Linked DNA regions of Mus musculus: region 2 is linked to region 1. A link is a contact called in public Hi-C data. All regions are on one chromosome and are shown on one strand. The core of a region is the stretch at or near the end of the contact, and the rest is flanking DNA. Distances in the headings are between cores, read along the strand shown.

Region 1 (6,905 bases), core at 1,115-3,614:
GTTCCAAGACAGCCAGGGCTATACAGAGAAACCCTGTCTCAAAAACAAAAAACAAAAACAAAAAAAGAGTGAATACTGCTGCTTATAAAAAGAGATATGAGCTGTCAGGAAGAGAGGTTGATGCTATATTCTCTGTGTTCCATATCTTCTATTTCAGGTACTATTATCTACCTTATCTTATTGTATTTCATTAATCTTATTCTAATGTCTCTTCCACCCCCCCCCCATTCTCCTTCTCTAATTCTACCTCACTCCATCCAGTTCATTTGTACTCTCCTATACATGGAGAGGTACACACTGTGTTCATTCACGATAGCCATGACTTTTTTTTCTTTTTGTGAGACAGATGTCCACTATGTACCCTTGACAGGCTTGGGGGTCACTATATAGACCTGGCTTTCCCTGAATTCACAGATATTTGCCTTTGCTTTCTTAGCACTAGGACAAAAGGCTCATGCCACCAAGCCTGCCCATTAACAGTCATTTCTCAAGACCCATGGTACTATTCAGAACACTAAGCACTTACAATGAGCTATTCACGGTGTTAGGAAAATTTCAGGGAATATCATAAATTGTTTTAATACTGTGACCATTTGAGATTATTATTTCTGTTCTACAAGTTAGAAAGTAATACCAATTAAGCTAAAATAACTTCCCAGTTTCACCATTTTATAATTGTCAGCATACAAATTCAAGACTTGGAAATACATACTGTAGAAAGAATGGTCGGTATAATAAAGCTATGTTTTCTGTGAATTCCAATGTTGAGAATTTCTAACAGTATTTCTTACCTTTAGAACATGAATTTGCTAATGATAATGCTATTTGAGAGGTTTATATTGAGACTATGTTAAATGTTTTATATCCAGAAGCTCATTCAAGTGACTCCAGGATCTAAACAATATCAGTATGTCCATTTTACGGGTTGGAAAACTGAGTGCCAGAGTGGTAAACCAAGAGGTCAAGTTTTACATGTACCATTAAATACAGGTCTTCTACAATATAATCTCATGTTCTTAGCACTTACTATATTTAGCCTCTGTAAAAGAGAAAGGTCTAGAAGAATGAGAGGCTATAGGAACACAACCCATGAGAAAACTCAGTACAGATATGGACATGTCCATGTTAAAAATTAAGGATTCATTCATAGCCACATGAAGTCTGGCATTTCAAAAGAAACCTTCTGTTTATCTGTGAGCATCAAATATTCTCTTAGCTGATGAAATATACCCCCCATGTATCATCTTATTTACCTCCCCCACACCCTTGGAAAACTTTAAAGTGGCCAAATGTAATTTTAGCAAACTTTCCAAAAATGTTCACCCTAGAATGAAGAATTTGAACCCTAGAGGTTAATTTTTAAAATGATCCCATTTAATAAAATTAAGATCTTTTATGAACACTCTCTGATGTGCTTTACTTCTGCAAGATACACATTGTCTAGATACATGATGATAATTGCAACTATTTAAGGATGAATGACTGCCAGACTTGGTGTGCATGCCTTTAATCATAGTACTTGGGATGCAGAGGCCAGAGGATGTGCCCACATTATCCAGGGTCATCCTGCGACATATTATCTCATAAACACAAGAGCCAGGGATGTAGCTCATGGTATAGCACACACCTAGCGAGATGTGGGCCCTAATTTTGTCAGATCAAGGATTATTTCCTTCTTCCTTACCTACCAACATTTAGAGGCTCGGATCCAAGACATTATTTTTGACAAAGTAAAAATCTGAGGAGTAGGAATTCTTATATATAACCGTCATGTTCTGACTATTTTAAGTGAAGAAAATGAATCTTATATTCTATGAATATTCATTATTTATCTGAGAGTGAATGTTTATGTTACTAATTTAAATTTTTTTTTAATTTTCAACATGGTAGTCAAAGCACCCCACCTCAGATACCCAAATTACAAAATGGAATAATCTTAATAGCACTTAATTGCACAGAGCAAAATGCTAAATTGTGAATATAACTGTGTATAGTTTCTTCCTTTTAAAAGCAACTGTTAGGATCATGTTCCCTTCCTAAGTGTTGCAATCCTTTTGTGTACCTCAGTGCTATTCAGATGATATTAAATAGGCACACCTTCTGCAGCTCAGTAGTTTTGCTCCCTCCTGATTCATAATTTGTTGGAGACAAAGGTCATTTTGGGGTTAATGAAGCTCAAGGGACCCCTATACTCTCAGGGGCTAGCAGGTGAATCTGATGTGGGCTGCTAGCTTTTCCTCCTGGGCAAGCTCTCATCATGTGATCTCTTGGAACCATTCCAGATACAGAAGGACATTGCAAAGGCTTAGATGACGTGGACATGACCTTATGATACCATGTCCTTTCCACCTCTCGAAATACAGCTACAGAGTGACAACCAACACACTCAGAATTCTATGTTCATCAAAACTACCTACTACCTGGAAATGGCACCATAGCTCAGCCTTTTATGAATACTGGGTGCTTTTCCAGAGGACAAAGGCTCAGTTTCTTTTTCCCACACAGTGGCTCATAACCGTCTGTAACTCCAATTCCAAGGGATCTGATGCCCTCTTCTGTCCTTGGTTACAAAGCTTATAAGTGAAACATGGATATACACGTAAGCAAAACACCCATATACATAAAATTAAATAAAACTAAAAATTAAAAGGAATACCTGCTAACAAACTATTTAATTATAAAAACCAATAGAAAAGTACCACGGGGATTGGATGTATCTGCTTGCTGACCATACACTGACACCAGCACACCTTGACATCTGTTTGGACCCCAGCTTCTCTTTGCCAGGTAGAATCAGGAGCTCTCTCTACCCAGTCGATGATAACAGAGGCAACACATACAGGAGAGGTCTGTGTCCTTATACAAAGGCAGAGGTGACCGCTCTTAGGTGAGCCTCACTCAGTTTGTAGACACAGCTTCCCTAAACAGTACTTCTGATGGCTTATCATCAAATTTTAAATCATTCAGGGAAGGTTTCAGCAAGGGGACAGAGCTATCTTTCTCTAGAGGGGGATCAATGAGCTGTGGAGACAAGTTGGCCAGGGACACTGTCTTTGATGGAGACAGAGTCTGTGATACTCGGTGCCAGTTGAACTACAAGTCCTAAAGGAAAGGAGTGGTCTGGGCAATCAATTGGAGGTGGAACATGGCCAGGACAAAGTGGAGAGGATGGAGACAGAGCTGATAGATTACTTAGCGGATGTATAACATCCTCAAGATACAATGACAGATGAAGCTGATTAGATACACTTTCCAAACTTGGAAAGGTTCTCAGGGGTCAGGGATTCTAGGTATATTATTACAGATCTTATCCAAAAAGCAGATATACAAATGAGTCAAAATAGAAAGAGATTCAATAAAATACAAATATTAATGGGGTTCTAATAAAAAGGATATTAAACAGATTGAGGAAAAGGACTGCTTACATCTCTCTATATTAATTTGAACATACAATCAGAGAGGATACACTGCAGAAATGCTTTTATACCAGTTTGGGGATTCTATTAGGTACAATTCTATATTCATTTGCTTGGCTTTGCATTGTTACTCTTAAGATGTAATATTAAACCTACACAGGCAAGGGTTATCATTACAAAAGGAAAAACTTAATGCAATTTTGTGAGGTGATGGATTTATCATTTGGCTAGACTATGACAATCATTTCAGGATGTATACAGATAGCATAATTTGTCAACTGCACTTGAATAAAGCCAGAAAACATTCTATATATATAAAAACTTGGACAATAATGATTTAAAGTTTGTAGTTTACTTTCAAGGAGGAGCAAACTATAAGCAACAGATTCCCCATAAAGCAAAAAGCACAAGCTATCTGTGTGACAATAATTTGTCCTGAGGGCTGTAGTTCCATTGTTAGACATTTGACTTGATGGGAAATGTTAGCAAACAAGCCTGCTCTGTAATTTTTTAGCTAGTTCTTCATCATCAGCAAGGTGACCTTTCATGAGGTGCCTGCTTGCTAGTAAGTACAATACAAAAGGCCTTTCACTATTACTGTCAGCCTCACACCACCAAAGACTCAAACAAAACAAAGAATAATAAAAAAAAAATGTCTTGGTCCTGCTCTGCCACTGGCTCCATAAAGGGACTAATATCTACAACATGGCTAACGCAACCTCTTCCCTCTCTAGCCTTTCCAGCGTAGTTTCTGATTGGACATTATTGATCCCAGAGCCCCCATTTTCTAAGTACAGAAGGATTACCTCCAACTTCTCAAACATATTACTTTCAACTGTGGGAAACCAGTCGTGCTTGAGAGGTAATCTCGGAGGCAGACTGAGGAGAGACTTCTGCCTTGGAATTCTCCCACCCAAAACAGTCAGAGACATCAGGGAGCCACATCATGGCAAGAAGGCTGGTGGGAAGCACTTTGATTCCAAAGATTTCAGATATCTTAGAAATCCAGGCTACAGCAGAAGTCCTTTCAAATCAAAATACTTGCTAATTTTCCATTATGCAAACCTGACTGATCTGCTCATCTTCCTGTAATAGGTATAACCATCATATTCCTTGAAATTATCTTAAAGGAAGTGAGAATTACCCCTTTAAAACTCTTGCTTTGATGGGACCATTTTTCAGCCCATATAAGTTAAAAGATACTATTTTTGAAGGATAATTTTGACTCATATTTTCCAGGAAGTATATTTTGATCCAAGATATTTCTACTATAAACTTGGCTAAATGGTCAAGAATACTTTTAACAAATGCTGATGGGAAACTACAAACATCTAGGAGAGCTCACCAGCTCCCACAAACTCACTAGGAGATTAGCCAGCATTTAAGTACCCACTAAAGCAAAAATACCTTTGGACAAGCTGTTTTCTTGGTTTGGTTGCTAATTTTCTAAGTAGGTGCTTCAACTACAACACTTGAGAGCGTCTTCAACTTCTGAATGTGGAGTTCTCTCTCCAACTTCCATCACTTACTCCCTTCCCCCACTCACCCCCGACACCCCCTCTCTTCCTCTATGGCCTTGTGGATACTAAGAGATACCCTACCCGACCACTAGAGTAAATCTTCAGCTCACGATAATTTTTTCTTCATTCCTTTTTCTTTTTTATGGTCTGAGGATAGAAGTCAAGAAACACTTGAGAAAAGTTTCTCCAACACTTAAAAAACAAAAACAAAAACAAAACAAAGCAAAACAAAACAAAACAACAAAAGGGTCTTGAAGAATGACAAGACAAAGAAGGGAGGGCAAAGGTTTCTCCTATTTAGGTGCCCCTCTGGGTCGTTTACATCCTTCTAGAACTAAGCTTTACAAGTGAAAGCATAACATCCAGAGTTTAAGAATGCAGTTTAGGAGAAACACGGTTAGGCTGACTTCTTTCCTAACTTGTCTGATCGGGTTTGTGTGATGGGCTCAATGATGTAATATAATGATGTAATGGTGTAATATAATTGAAAGATGAGGTCCTCTACATTGCTAGAGGTGTTGTGAGCTGCAGAAAGTTAGTATGTTAGGGGTGTTGTTTGGAGAATGGTCTATTCAGACTTGGTGGAACTGGGTTGGGCAAGTAAGATTTTAAAAGCCAAAGATCCACCTCCAGAGGCCTGGCAGTAAGAAGAAGGCTTTGTGAGCCATTTCTCTAAAATTGGTACCTGAGGGAATGCGTGACTGGTCAGCCAAAGTCATTAGTACTGCCACTCAACAGCACAGAACTGGAATAAGGAGGGGGTTTCAGCAGCTGGGAGGTCAGCAGGTTGGTAAAGCGGCCCAGCATGGACAAAGCTCTCAGTTCAGTCTCTATCACCGCACAAAAACCAGCCAAGAATAGTGGCGCATACCTCAAGTTCCAGAGAGCAGGAGGCAAAAGGATCAGGGGTTTAAAAACAGTGTTGGTTACATAGAGTTTGAGGCCATACTCAGCTACACAAGATCCTGTCTCAAAAAAATAAAATAAAATAAAATAAAATAAGATAAAATAAAATTTTTTAAAAAAAGGTGTATGGTAGGATTTTCACTTTATTTCCAATTGCCTTCAAAGTGATTTCTTCCTTCTCAAATTTACCTGCCAGCATCAGACCTAAATCTGAAATTGCTTGGGTACAAATTTTGGAAACAAGAATTTGTAACATGGCAGGAGAAATCTCCAATATATAATACATGACTTTGTAAGAACAAACATCCAAATCATCTCTCTCTAATTACAGACCTCAGCTGGGCTGCACGCAGGCTGATTGCCACGGCTCGTGCAATTAGAGGGGTAGCTAGCCCTTCTCCCAGTGCATCAAAGACTACCTGTCCCAAAGTAGCATAAACCAGTAAATGACATTAGACAACATTCTAAACACAACTCATACTAGTGCCGCCATTGATTTATTGAATCGAACTGCCTGATTAAAAATGAAGTTATGGTATACCACACTATGCATCACGGTGCTTGGGCGCCAGTTTTCTGCAGACAGATTTTGTTGTCTAAAATGATTTTAGTGCTTTAAATTCTCTGTATGAAAAAATCTTGAATGAGCTCTAAACTCCATATTCCAAGCCCTCTGGACAGAACTCAACCCTGTCGGCATTCACCACTCAGTGCTAGAGTGTACAATCGAGGAAAATGAGATCTCTTTCATATGGACTTGAACTCTTTAGTGCTTGGTTAAGTTTAAGGGGGTATTGAGTGAATAAAGGAAAATAAAGCCCACAGAGTTATACAGACGGAAACTCTGACTGAATACTGATCTTAACTCACAATAAAGCAGAGATGAGAAGTGAAGTTACTTAGGGTGGAAGTAGGGGAAGTGGGCTATCCTCTTCTTCGGATCTAACCAATAGCCTATTAATCAGGGATCAAAATATATGTATATGCTTAACCATTTGGGCTCTTGTCTCATCTCCACAAGGTCTTGTCAATGTGGCTGGGGGACACTAATGCTAAAGGTTTC
Region 2 (6,905 bases), core at 2,632-5,131, 200 kb before region 1:
GGAGTTTCCAGGACACAGCAGGGCAGCCACACAGGTGAACCCACAGTGGTTGTGACTGGATGCACAAGACAAGTCAGACCAAATCTCAGAATGGAGAAGAGAGTGCGATATGAGGTTGCACCCCTAGCCAAGGAGGTATGAACAACTAGGGGAGGGAGAAGCAGTTTTCTCAAAGAGTGTAGTTTTTGGAAAGTCAGCCTTTGTTCCTAAGTTGCTTTTGGTCATGTTGTTTTATCATAGAAATAGAAACCTAACTCAGATGGAATGTGTACAGTACCTGAAAACATTGTACCATTTTACATATACAGCTTAAACATCTAAGGATTTGATGTCTATGCTAGTTCCTGCAAAGTAAAAATCAAGTTATCACTTGTGGAACTATGCTCAGCTCTGTGCTGATTTACTCCTTAGCAGAGATAGCACGTAATCGATTGTTTAGCCCAAAATTATAGATGGTAAAATCTCATGAAAATTCACTTGTAGTTATGGAAATAAAAATGAATACAACTTATCTGTATATTTCAGTTGATGGATCATAATTTGATAGAATGTGGAAATACTCCCATCTCCTACTTCTTTTCAGGCATTAGAGCTCCTGACCAAAGATCATGAGTCTGTACAACAGAAAGTGAGAAATGAGCAAGTCTCATGAATCTATGACATTTCCTGCAGATTTAGTGATGTACTCTGCACCACCAATAGTAAAAGAGAACAGGACATAGAGGAAGACAGAGTGGCTTCCAGTAGGAGTAATCAAGGGACAGAGCTTGTCATCCTGTGTTCTATTGGTTAAAGTGCACACAAAGTTCCCTCACAGTGCCTGGCTTCTGTTAGAAGTCTGATGAATGTTGTCCACCTGTTCATTCTTCTGACTTCTCAAACAGCCAAATTTCAGGACCTGTTGCCCATAGTGTACTGTCACAGCTGTACATGGCAGCTTTTCCATTTATATGGCAAGAACTATGTCTGAGCTGAGACAGAAAACATTGTGGGAGATAATTATTTGGGATCCAGAGTCAGATTGTTTGGACCAATTCATCATCTTGAGTTTTACTAGGTTGTGATCCTGGCCAACCGTTGTGCCCCAGTTTTCTCATACATGTATGCCAGAGTATTTGTTAGGGGGAGTAAATAAATACATGCATAATACTTAGACAGCTACCTGGCTCATGGTAAGATGCAAAGTACCAATAAAAGGAAGTTTCCTTCTCCTTCCTTCTCCTTCTTCTCCTTCTCCTTCTCCTTCTCCTTCTTCTCTTCTTTCTCCTCCTCCTCCTTCTTCTTTCTCTTCTTCCTCCTCTTCCTTCTCTTCCTCTTCTTTTATTATTATTTGCTATTATTGTTATACTATTATGACTTTATTTCTTCATAGGTGGCATCAAATGGTATAGTAATAAATGCTGCTATTTTAATTAAATATTCTGACTTAGTGTTCATTAGCAATCACACTATACATGTACAGAAACAAGAAATCAAGGCAAGAACTTAAAAGTCACTATAAACATATAGCGTTTACTTATGTTGTATTTGTGTTTCAATCTTCATAGAGAGTAATCATGAAACAGTAATATTTAGCATTTGGGAAATAATGGATCATTTGATCACTTCCTTCCTTTTTCAGCAAAAGGAGACATTTTTTTATAGACTATTTTTTTTGCCCAAGGATTCGGTGATTCTAAGACAAAGGATGAAGGGACATAGATCCTACCAGTCAACCTAGGCTATCTACCCCAGTTCTTAGCATAACTCTTGCCTATCCTTTCTCACTATTCACAATGTTTAAGCCTTTTCTGTCCATTTTGTTTGAGATCACAAGCCTGGCAATTAGTTATTTATTGAACTCTTATCAAATATTTGCTAAGTATAAGGCAAAAAGACCTAGAAATTTATAACAATAACCCCTCCCTCTTTCTCTCTCACATAAGTCTAAATGTGTGAAAGATCTATAACAGAAATACTCAATATCTCTGGATCCACAATGAAAACCAATGTAGCAAACACTAAGAACACACAAGAATGAGGACCTCATTAAACAGGCAGATGGCAGTGTTCTCACAAATTAAGACAGCATTGGTGCTTTGACCTTACCATCCTATCCCAACCATTCCTCCTTGAACGTCTTAGCATTTTCAGAATAAAATGTGACCCAATACACACTTTGAAAAGGAGTTCTAAAGTTTCTTATTGAGGACATTCAGACATGCTGAACTGTGCTTATGGGCATGCCTCCTTATTAGTAGATTGGGTAACCCAGGCATTTATAATTATAATTATATCATATATTCTCATCCACTTCTTGGTATTATTAGATTTCACAAAGTCATACTTTTCATGAAGTTACTGGTATTTTGTCCTTCATTTTTTTGATATTGGTAAGATAGTAAATGAAGCTTTTAAATTAGATTTATGGTAGCAATATAAAGTGAAAAGTATGTCATGGCAGCCCATGTAGGCTGAGGAGCAGAATGCTGCCATCACTAGATCAACAGCAAAAGACAATATGTCTTTAATGAATTTATTACTAGATCCTGAATATGTGGCCAGAAGATTTGTACCCAACAGGTAAAATTCTATAAATCTCTATTTCAAATGTCACTGAACATAGTTTCACTCTTCAACCTATCCTGTAGTCTCTAGAGAAACCCACCAGGCAGGAGGGCAAAATGAAAGACTTACTGTGTAAGCCACTAGTAAAGCTAGCACTATTAGCAAGGGCAAGTGAATGGAAGATAAAACATGACCTGTGTTGTCAATGAGGTGAATTCATGTTCAGCCTTGATCCATTTCTATGGCCAATAACCAGGGGAAGTAAAGTCAAGTCTTTCCTTCGAACTTCAAAAGTCAGCAGGCAGAGGACAAAGAAGCAATGGGCCATAAAAGATCAGGGCTGAGCTACATTCTTCAAAGGCCAGAAGCAGATCATGTTTTAATACCTGGATCTGGGACATGCCAACTGCTAAACCAAGAACTAGATGAGCCCCAAGTGAACCTCACTCATTTTGTTTGAAGGTTGGTACTAGAAGTACCACATTATAATGGACTTTTTAAAGTGAATCCATCCAACAGGAATATGTACACTGAAGAAGTCAGAGAAAGACTGAAAATGGAGGAATTGGGTCATTAGAAGGGAGGGAGAATATAGTGATCCTGTTTTCAGGATGTCTTCGTTATCTTTAGATATATATCCTTTCTTGTCCTTCCAGAATCTCAATCAACAGTTATGGTTTATACTATATGACAGAGCATTTGTGTTAGACATTCAAGCAACTTAAGTTGTTTAAAACTAATAGTCTCCATGTATCTCTCTCTCTCTCTCTCTCTCTCTCTCTCTCTCTCTCTCTCTCTGTCTCTCTCTCTCAAATGAGATGAAAGACAATCACAGTGAGGAGGAAAAAATATATTATTATGTCCCACAACCATGACATCGGTCCGTTCACAATGGTGACTAGGTGGTCGAAATCTACAAATGCAATATCTGGAGATTTCCTATGTGCCAGAAAACTGTGGCACCTAACACAGCCTCTCTGACACCTCCATTTCCCCCTCTGCTTTCTCTTTGGGGAGCCAGGGTCCTCTGCTTGCTAGCAACAAAGAATACAGCAGATGGCAGCAAGCAGCTGCCACATGCTCTGAGCTTATCATGTCCAAGTCCTGTTCAGCCCGGCTGAAGGAAGGTTGAAAGGGGAGGTAACTTGTCAGATTTCTGTGTTCTCTTTTTCTTCTTCTGTCTCTGCCTTTCCTCCAACTAGAAAGAAAGAAGCATTTAATCTCTAACTAGCACATAAAATCAGCAATTAGAGGCTGGACAAGAACACAGGTTTGTTCCTGAAGGCTGAGCCCTACCTGAGTCTGAACAGTAGTGGAAGAAGGCCACACTTGCTGCCTGCCCTGCTGCCTTGTTCACTTCTCAGCCTTCAGGGGCTATTGAGCATTCCTTGGATATACATTCTGAGAACACTCATCCAAAGCCAAATTCTTCATAGGCCATTTCTACTCCCTCTACCTGTCCATCTTACACCAGCAGCCACGCAGAGGACACAGGTAGCAGGAAGGCCTGAGAGCCCCCAGCTTTCAGCCCAGGAGCGCAGAGATAAGCTTGGATTCTCCTAACTCAGCCTCTGCAGACCACAGCAGAGCTGTCAACATGCCCTGTACTTCTCTGAGCCCCTGCCTTTAAACTTGTCCTGTTTAACTCAGCTCAGAAGCCTGGAATCTGTGAAAGTAAACATTTCTTATCCCTTGGATAATCTGGATAATGCAATTTAAAATACAGACGTCTATTCCCTGGACAAACACAACTGCCCTGACGTTAATGGGGCCATTTATCTGTGTTGAAGTTGGTAAGCCATGAGCACTGTTGGTGATGTTGGGATTTGGGGGATCTGATTAGCTCTGTAGTTCAAGTGACAGTAAGAACAGTGCCTGTGGCATGGGTTGGTTTCTCCTATCTTTTGGGTCATTGAATAACTTGAATCTTTTCTCCTCTGTGCTAAAATCTGAAAGGTAAGGTTTTGGTTTTTTTCTCGATTTAGACAGTCCAGTTTATTTTTCATAACTATCAAGGCGTACCTCAGCCTGGCATCCTGTTTCAGTGAGGTTCTCCAAACTTAAAATTTCTACAAAAGACAGACCCTGCAGGAAACTAGGATTACAGGTTTTAGCACCAAGTCTTTGAATTCAAAATATTTAAAAATACCTTCAGTACGTGGATGCATTTGGAGCTACCACACCTTCCTGCCTGGCTCACTAACTGGAAGTTCAGGCTTTCCTATTCAATTGACCCTGACTGTCTCAGGTGATCGCATCGCACAAACAGTGCAATCACAGTACAAAACTCAGCCGATGGACTTTCTAAAACTGGTTCATACAAAGTGTTGAAATAGAGTACAGAATGTTAAAACAGAGTCCTGAAAGAAAAAAGAAACCACTCCCAAATACCTTTGCAAAGTGAAGCAAAATGTGGATATCCACATTTTAGTAGAAGTTGGATAAGAACATTTTCCTCCCCTGCATCATTTCTGGGATGAACCATTTGGCTAAATCTCTGGTTTCTTAGCAACAGATAGTAACTGATTAGGTAAGTGATTCCTATTTATCCTAATAAAAAAATTATGAAATAGTGAAAATGTGAATCTATTAGCAAAATGAGAGAAAAATTCAAATCTCTAAGAGATGTTTCTTAGAAGCCTTTCAAAATACTTTAAAAACACTTTGAAAAAAATCCAACTTGCGAACTTTGAATTTTATCTCAGTCCATTGTCCTGAAGTCCAACTATTGAGAAATAACTCCCCAGGAAAGGCCCTTGCCTGCTTTATTCAGCTCAATGGTGTATCTACTTCAGGAAGACTGTCAAGCTACAGGCTACTTGGAGGGTCTCATGATATTTACCTTTCTTTTTTATCTTTTTGCAGCTCACTGACTTCACTGAATAACTAGGCAGCAGACTTCATGATCTATTTCTTACACCACCACACCCCGGGGGCCACCTCACCACTGGGGTTGCTGATGAGTGTCACTGTGTCTGTGACTTTATTTGGGTGCTGAGCTGGGCTAAGGTCTTCATGTTGCATGGCAAAAACACTCTGTTAACTGAATCATCTCACTAGTCTTGAAACACAGCTATCCTAAAAGTTCCCCCAGAGATGGAGAACAAATTCTCTATGCATTTAATGTTCTCTTCCTATTAAAGGCCATTTTGCTTCTCTTATAGAAGTGGGTTGCAAAGGCAGATAGCCTTTAAAATAAGCACGAATTTACTATTGTATATGAGAACAGGATGATACAAAGCAGAGCAAGACAGGCTTCCCAGAGTGTACCAGCTCAAAATCCCCCAAAGAACACATGATTTGTACAAATTCCTCTGGATTGGGATGCTGTGTACATTTTCGAGTGAAGGGAAAAAATGGAATAATTTCAAGGCTTTCTAGAAACAGATAAGAATTGGGTAAAAGGGAGAATCACATACCACTTGACGGCTGACACTGTCCTGCCGGCCAGAGGAAAGAGGTGAGAAGCCAGACATAGAGCCCTGGTTTTCCCAAGGTCACCCAGGCTCTAACCAGAATAAAATAAAAATGCACAAAATGTAGAACAACACAATCTCTTTTCTTTGAACAATTTAGAGAGTAGATACAAAGCAAAAACCTAAAACTGCAACACAACTATCTATATTATATATTATTGCATAATATATAATCGTAATTATGTATAATATATTATAGAGTATTAGTATATTCATATGTTATTATATTTTGGATAGTACATATATTATGTAGTAAATCACAGAAGCTGCACATGTTTGAAGAAAAAGCAACTGCAACTTGAGAGCTTCTTTATCTGTAGGAGTGTAGCGTTGCTCTGAGAATCCACAAAAAACCTACTATCTTCATCCACAAGAATTGTAATGGTGTGTGCGTGCATTTGTGCATGGCTCTGCCATTGGCTTGGCTTGTGAAATGTCACTGATGCTCATTTTGCATGGATAACAAACTAGTAACTCCTGCACCCAGTGATTTCTGAGTCCTTGATTCTCTCTCTCTCTCTCTCTCTCTCTCTCTCTCTCTCTCTCTCTTTCTTTCTTTTTTCTTTTATTTTTTTAATTTCTTTAGTTTCTGCCTTTGAATCCATTTTGTAAATTACTGGACAGGTAAAGAGAAGCAAGGCTATTAGCGAGAGAAGGTCAGCTCCGTCCTAAGGAAATATTAGTGGTGGATTGATGCCCTCCAGCCTGCCTCCAAGAAAAATACAAGGAAATAAAATAGCTAAGTGGAGAGTATGACATACCAAGAAGGAGTACATGCTAAATTTCTTTCACTGTGAATTGACAATTAAGCATATTAACATTTTTATTATGTTTTTTACTAACAGGTAGCATTTTTTCAAACCATTAAGATCTCAGAAAAGT

What was found. A called contact is a pair of places that touch in the nucleus more often than the background predicts.
Region 2: a contact with region 1 is called in a Hi-C map of liver, with 2.0 times the contacts expected there. The contact joins two enhancer-like sites. A contact is called at or near these places in 1 of 15 datasets of contacts at CTCF or cohesin (the NIH/3T3 cell line) and 3 of 484 Hi-C or Micro-C datasets (cortical neurons and liver).

Annotation. Positions count from the first base shown.
Region 1 is chr1:174,795,875-174,802,779 of GRCm38.p6, reverse strand. All of the region lies in intron 16 of Fmn2 (formin 2), which reads right to left. Among named protein-coding and RNA genes, the nearest start is that of Gm51689, 43 kb to the right of the region's middle. Within about 2 kb of position 2,364, at least 4 of the 459 cell types and tissues checked have an H3K27ac peak or open chromatin away from gene starts, as enhancers often do. A contact at or near this core is called in liver, where this site is marked.
Region 2 is chr1:174,996,712-175,003,616 of GRCm38.p6, reverse strand. No RefSeq gene overlaps it. Among named protein-coding and RNA genes, the nearest start is that of Grem2, 78 kb to the right of the region's middle. Within about 2 kb of position 3,881, at least 8 of the 459 cell types and tissues checked have an H3K27ac peak or open chromatin away from gene starts, as enhancers often do. A contact at or near this core is called in liver, where this site is marked.